Regions from separate parts of the Danio rerio genome. Here region 2 is linked to region 1. The links are chromatin contacts, called in public Hi-C maps. All regions are on one chromosome and are shown on one strand. The core of a region is the stretch at or near the end of the contact, and the rest is flanking DNA. Distances in the headings are between cores, read along the strand shown. Region 1 holds the start of nrp2b (neuropilin 2b). Region 2 overlaps pard3bb (par-3 family cell polarity regulator beta b).

The links. A called contact is a pair of places that touch in the nucleus more often than the background predicts.
Region 2: a Hi-C map of an unstated tissue shows a contact between it and region 1, with 3 times the contacts expected there. The contact joins the enhancer-like site here to the promoter of nrp2b in region 1. A contact is called at or near these places in 1 of 18 Hi-C or Micro-C datasets (an unstated tissue) and 2 of 4 datasets of contacts at active chromatin or transcription factors (embryo and gastrula embryo).

What each region holds. Positions count from the first base shown.
Region 1 is chr9:14,683,812-14,687,593 of GRCz12tu, reverse strand. nrp2b (neuropilin 2b) reads left to right here and starts at 1,677. Exons shown (of 17, transcript NM_212966.1): 1 at 1,677-2,328. The coding sequence starts at 2,259.
Region 2 is chr9:14,873,893-14,877,322 of GRCz12tu, reverse strand. All of the region lies in intron 21 of pard3bb (par-3 family cell polarity regulator beta b), which reads left to right. All of the region lies in intron 1 of LOC141376089 (a long non-coding RNA gene), which reads left to right. Among named protein-coding and RNA genes, the nearest start is that of nrp2b, 190 kb to the right of the region's middle. Within about 2 kb of position 1,747, at least 7 of the 62 cell types and tissues checked have an H3K27ac peak or open chromatin away from gene starts, as enhancers often do.

The sequences.
Region 1 (3,782 bases), core at 428-2,927:
ATCTGAGAGCTTGGGTTCTTCGCTAGCTTTGATGTGCACAGTGTGGTTTATTCTAGCCCTTCTTTCTAAACCAAACCTCCCGCTGTAACTTACTTTCTCATTTTTATATTTCTCAGCACAGGGGGTCTAAATTAAAGGATCCTGGATGAGCCAAAGGGACATTTCTCTCCCCAAGATCTGTTTTCTCTTCTCCTTTTTCTCAGTGACCCACACATCCTACCACAAACTTCTCCTTTTTTGTTCTTGTTAACTGTGTGTGTGTGTGTGTTTATTTTCAACAGTGCATCAGTCAGAAGGAAAGAAAAACAGATGTTTTTAGTTTCTGTCAAACATCTGTCGTCATGGAACGTTTACCATTGGATTGTTCGGTTTCTTGTATTTTTACACAGAGTTTGACCCCCGTACCCTTGTTGATCTTTCCTTGGCTTTCTGTCAGAAACATTTGCATTAATTCAACCTCAGCCACACATTACCATGCACAACGCCTTACCTAATGTATGGCTCAACTCAGCTTTTTTACTTTTCTTCTTAAAGTCAACTGGAGGGCATCAAAACTGCTAGCTCTCTAACATCAATCATGGATCACATGGTCAAACTTAATGGCAGCTTATGCATAATTATCATAATTACAACAGTTTCAGTCTGTTGTTCCCCCTATGTGGTTCAGTGATATAGCATTTTTTCCGGTTTATTCTACAATAGTTTTTTTGTTTTCTGAAACATTTCATTTGCTGTCAAGATCAGTGTTTTTGTTCTTTTCAAACAGATTAACCTTATAAAAACTTTTTTTTTTCATTCATATGATTACATAATTACTTAAGTTACGTAGTTAAAAGTGTATAAAAGTATTTTATTTTACTTAGATGCACAGGGATTATTTGTTTTGATTTTTTTTAGTGCCTTAACTTAATACTTTTTATTTCAATCAATGCAATCAAAGAATATCACCAATATGTTGGTGAAACATAAAATTATATCATTAGGTTATAATTTAATTTTATTATGTCGTCAAGCAGTTTTGACATGTTTATCCTGCAATACTTTGTTTTTGTTTTCTGAAAAGTTTCTTAAGATTTTTAAAGAGTTTTGGTATAGTTGGGCAATTGATAAGTTCCCAAATCTAATTAATTGTTTATTGATATTTCTTTTATTTTTTCAAAAAGTAGTTTTGACCTAAACTTATTCTACAAAACCTTTTTTGTTTGTTTTCTGAAAAGTTTCTTAATATTTTAAAGGGTTTTGGAAAAGTTAGGCAATTAATAAGCTGCCAAATCTAAATAATTGTTAATTAATACTTCTTAATTTTTTTTCACAGTGCTGTGAATATTTGAAAACTTTGATCTAAAAAAGTCGCTTTGTTCATTAATGAGACGCTAAATATTTAAATGAGACTTTAAAAGGACTTTTTAAACCTCATTATTTGTCAGCGTGTAGCCTACATCGTCTACCACCTTGAAGAAACTCTCCAAACCACCTTGTGGTTTCGCACAGCCACGAGCGTTTGACGAGCCCGTGTGGCTGTGGGCGCTTGTGTTTCCCTCGCTCGCCTTTTTATAGCGTAACTGCGGGACTAGTGGCTGGTCTTTAATCAGAGACTGGAGAGGCGGGCCGAGGTGCTGACTGTAATGCGATAGCTGCGCCCGTCCTTAATGCTATTACATCCACATGCTGCTGCCGCGCAAGACTCAGCGCTCAAACGCAGAGACGCGCAGTGCCAAAGAGACAGCGCGCGGAGGATCTCTATCCCAAGACTTCAGTCACGGACCCACTGTACGGAAGACCACATCCGAGCTGCCTTTCTCTGATAGTGTTTCTCATATGCGAGTTATAGAGCGCTTGGTGGTGGATTCTGAGGCGACAAGATCGGGAAAACGCTCCATGTCACTTGGGTTGGAAGGCGAGAGAACGCGCGGCTCACCTCACTCCTCGTTCACTCGCGCGCCGCTGTAGCTCGAGGAAATCAAGCCAAAATATGTTTTCGCTCTGAACTCTGGCTTTTAAAGAGAAAGCGGTTTAGCCTTTTTTGTTTTGTTTGCGTTGCTTTTGTTTAGGATACAACCGGAGATGTTAAACAGCCTGGGTTGAATTTACGCATCCAGCATTTTGAAGCACACCGAGAAATCAAGCGGAAGATATTGTAATCGGACTCAAAGACACAAGTGGATACAACATCAGTGGAGAAGAACATTTACAAAGAACATCACAAGAACTTCAGCTTTTTCCTCTACGCGCGCTGGGTGAACATTCACCCAGGAAAGATGGATTTATTCGCAAAGCTCTGTGGATCTTTACTTGTCTTGTGTGCGGCATTAGTTTATGGACAGGAGGGTAAGTTCTTGTTTTTTTATATTTTCTCTTTTTTTAGTTGTATTTGTCAGTGCAGGTTCGAATTCACGCTTATGTTTTTACGTGACAATGTAGTAGGCATATAAGCTGTGTATTAAATTATTCATAATTATAGGCATTTATATTGAATTTTGACTAGGTATATTTTCGTACCTAACTGTCAGACAAAAAACGCCAAAATGTGCAACATTTAACATTTATTATTAACCCTGGCTGGAAAATGAGGAAGAAGTAAACTAGCAAACTGAAAGGACGAGCCTCTCGTATTCTAGTTCCAGTTTGTTTTAGTGTGATTTTGGTGAAAGCTCATCTCGTGCGCTGGCAGTCTCCTGCCCGCTGGAGGTGACGCGCGCTCGGCATGAGCACCCACAAACGCTACGCTTCATACTGTACTCCACTATGCTTTCCAAACACCAGTTTTGCATTTTAAATAACTATGTAATATGATTTCTTGTTTTGTTTTTAAGAATAGATTTTTTTCTTCAAAAACGCACATATGAACTCCTGAGTAAATTACGCAGTAGATTCCCTCCGCAATACGATTGGGGTCCAAAATTAAGCAACTTGTCACCTAAACCCTCAAACGTATGATATATATATATATATATATATATATATATATATATATATATATATATATATATATATATATATATATATATATATATACCTCCTAATCTACAAAGTCGTAACCCATCATTTACGGTGTTTTTCCAGTCATGGTGTTCTCGTGTCATGGTTACTTAGTCTTGACGACTGTATTTGTGCAGCCGCGGGCACATGAAGCACCTCCAGTGACTATCATGAAGAGGATCAGCGCAGATACAGAATGTAACAAACATTTTGGCCAATGGGCTATATAAATGGTACATACGTTTAAACATAAGCTATAAGTTGATATTTTCATATGTTAATGACCTGGTTTGACATTTTTGCACTAATTGCTGATGATTCTCATTTTGGAAGACAGATTTTCATGCTGAGAGTTTTACTAGCGGGATTTATTATACACTGTCTGACTGATAACTCAATTTTACCAAATATACACTGAGGCATCTATTAACAGAAACAAACTAAGTAACGGTCGCACATGTTCGCAGTTCTGGTGGGAAGCTACGTGTGGCTTTTATAAACGATTTTAAACTTGCGTAAAATAAGTTATTTTTCACGGATTCCCTGTGATTTCTTGTTTCAATTTTAAGAGAAAACTAATGCTAAACAGTTTCAAGGGGACTTTTAAAGGGCCTTTTTATTGTGGTGGTAGTCCACACGTCTTTGTGACAATACGTATGACTAGTTTTATGTTTATCATTATTTCAAACTCATTTTTCTAGAGTCTTTATTATATATCTCAAAAGGAACTACACCCAATAGCTATAAATATGACAATACGAAATAGTTAAACAGCCTTACTAAATATTTTTTAAAGTACTTTT
Region 2 (3,430 bases), core at 498-2,997, 190 kb before region 1:
ACTTTGAATGGGTCACTTCAGCTGAACTGAATTGTGAATCCGTTGCTGCAGAAGTTTGGAATTCTCAACTTTTTTACGCGCCATTAGAAGCGTCAGCCAATTGGATCACTTTATGCAAATACCCCAGCTCAGACAGTAGATAATTGCCGTCTAATTTCATTGTTATGAGGATTGCATCCGCCCCACCTTCAGGCTCAACCCCGTCAAGCATTGATGCTCACAAATGGGGCGTAAATGAAAGCAACATCGACACAAGAAGATTGCATACCGTGCTATATACTGTAAATAAACATGATGTGACTCAAATGGGAAATTACAAAGCACATTTTCTTTGGATACTTTCAGATTTGCGTTTGATGCTTTCTCATCTACTGTTGTTTCTTACTGTTATCATTGTGTGTTTATTTTGTTATGAAGGAAAGCATGCTGCACATATTAATCCTTAAAGTACATCTCATTTACAATGCATCTTACATACTTTGATCTGTTTTTTTTCCACTAAGTAAAAAGAAAAATAAGATCTTTCCCACCAGAATATCAGAGCATTCAGTGCTTAGAATTCACCATCCATTAGCAGAAAGTTAATTTTGCGCCTTACATTCACACCACTTTTACCTTTCCCTCAATCTGAGCAGATAATTGCCTCAGTATATCTCTATACATGCTCATTTCTGCAATACAGACTGGTAGAAACTTCCACCAAATGCATTGCTGCTTTTCTTTATTAGGATTGGGACAAACCGCCGTAATTTGTTTTCACTCAGAACACATAGTAATTCCCTTTGTGCCAGATCAATAGTTATACCTCTCAAATTCAAATGAGCTAACGTCTGTTTTTGTAAGAGCTGCGGCGAACAATGAAGCATCGCCGGCTGTGGGATTAGAGAGGCAGATCGAATTAAACTAACTCCAAACAGCAATCACCCAATCTAACGAGCCTGCTCATTAAGGTCGACACTGCATTTATTCGTTTGCTCGTCTGTGCTTATTTATCTATTTATTCAGTGCTAATTATTCAGCCGCTGAAGGAAACAAACACTCGCTGCGTCAAAGCAAAACAAAGTTATCAGTCGACGTTTTTTTTTTCTTTGCACGGTGAAATGGTTTGGAAATGATCTTGGAAATGATGACAATCGCCTGAAGGTAGACATTCTCCATATCCTGCGACTTTACACGCACCGTTGGAGAGACGTTCACAGAAGTTTCCACACCCTGTTCTGTGACTGTGATGTAGTCTAGACCTTGGATATAAATAATACTCCTCATGACAGACAAATTATGTCTGCCTATTGTTGCAGCTGCCTCTCGTCTGCGTTCAGATGGAGCCCTTTTATGGACATTTCTGTACATATCACACTCGATCGACCCGCACGGATGTTCCCCAGTAAACACAGAGAATTGAAAAAGACATTTGGTTCAGGATTAGTTTAGTTGGGCTTTTCCAAAAACTAGAACTGTTCAGCTCTTTCCAATGCAAGCCAATCGGTTTCACACAATCCTGCTTTCCAGTAAATGTTTTAGCTTTTTGTCTGCCAGAGGATCCTGCGGTTGAAGTCATGTTTTTTTTTTTTTTTTTACATATGTGTGTGTTTTTATGTGTTAAGTTTCAAAATTTCTTGGTTTTAGACTGTCCTGTGAGTGTGTTTCAAGACTACAGTAGGGTTGATATGGAGTGTGTGTGTGTGTGTGTGTGTGTGTGTGTAGACATTGATTGATGACTGCTCGACCACTCTATGGATTTCTGTGCTGACTCAGTGACTGCATTGCTCAAGCATGACTGCGGTATAGTCTTGGTGACCACAAGTTCACTTGTGAGGACTACTGACGTTCAGATGAAATTAGGTTTTGGCTTTTTTAATACTGGTATCAAAAAATGGATCAGCTCCAAAAAAACAGAGCTGCTGCCTTATGAAAAAGAATTATATTTTTTTATTAACAGATACAATGGGAAAGTAGACTAGTATGTTGCTAAGCTAATGGTATGCCACATCCAAATCACACACTTGTAGAGTGTATTTATTCTATTTACTCACCAATCCACTTATGCCTTTTTGTGTGGCCTAATGTTTAGAGAGCTGGACTTGAAATTGAAGGGTTGCAGGTTCGATTCCTGGTACTGGCAGGAATTGAAAATGGGGGAAGTGAATAAACCACACTTGGATGGGTTTAAAGCAGAGGATCAGTTTCATGTATAGGTAAACATACTTGACAATACACACTTTGCGTCTAAAAGTATGCTTTATATACAGTTTGGGTGAAATGTAACTAGGCAATAATTATTGCATAAAGAGCTTTTAAAATCACTGAAGTCATGGTAAAAGCAGTTTCTAAATAGACAGTAGTAAGTATTTTGTAATTCTTGTATCTATAGTCCAGCAACCAAGAAAGGCAGTGTTATGGTGCGTTCATACCAGACGCGGATGAAGCACACAGCACGAGTGATTTACATATTAAGTCAAAGCAAAGAAGTAAACAGACATCCTGCATAGCGATCCTGCAAATCACTCGAGTTGGAAAAAACCAACTCAGTTAACCAATCAGAAGCTCGCTACTGTAGGGGCATGATTATGACGTAGTACTTGTTGTTGGTGTCCCGAGGGGAGTTCCTCTTGTCGACGCTGGAAACAGCTCATAAAACTGGGCTCTGCTCAATCTGAACCACCGCTGAAAGCTTTCATCCTCCAGATAAGGCTTCTGGAGAAGTCAATGAACTCACAGAGCTGGGTGCACCTCTGAAAGAATCAAGTGGACCCTGAAACAGCGCCGAACAAATATACACTGTTTTTCAGCCTTCCTAAAGCACATAAACACAACTACTCTCTCAATAAAATCCATGTTAGCCATTTAGCATCAAAGCGAGATGCCCGCCCATGATGCGAATCCGCATCTAATGTAAAGTGAATTTCACATGTGAATGAAGCTAATTTGTGCAGATGAAGTGAGTAAACTATGTGCAAATAGCATGATTTATTTGCAAGTGTCATGTGTGGTGTGAACACAACATCAGATATATAGACTGTAAGTGTGTATGTATTACCATTTTTACTTAGATATATTTATTAATTATTTTACAGACATTAATTTTATGTTAAGTATGAAGCACAACACAATGCAGTCAACATTCCAAGTCAGAGGTGTCCAAACTCAGTCCTGGAGGGTCAGTGTCCTGCATAGTTTATCTCCAACTTGCTTTAACACCTGCCAGGAAGTTTTCTTGTATATCTAGTAAGAACTTGATTAGCTCCAGGACACCGGCCCTACAGGACAGAGTTTAGACACCCCTGTTCCAAGTAAATAACTTATCAAATAATGTAGAAATTAATTATTTAGCATTGATTATCAATAATAATAAGAATAAATGTTGCTTCAGATATACATCATACTATTACTATCTTCTTATTAATACTTTTTTTTAAATCAGCTTTTCCAC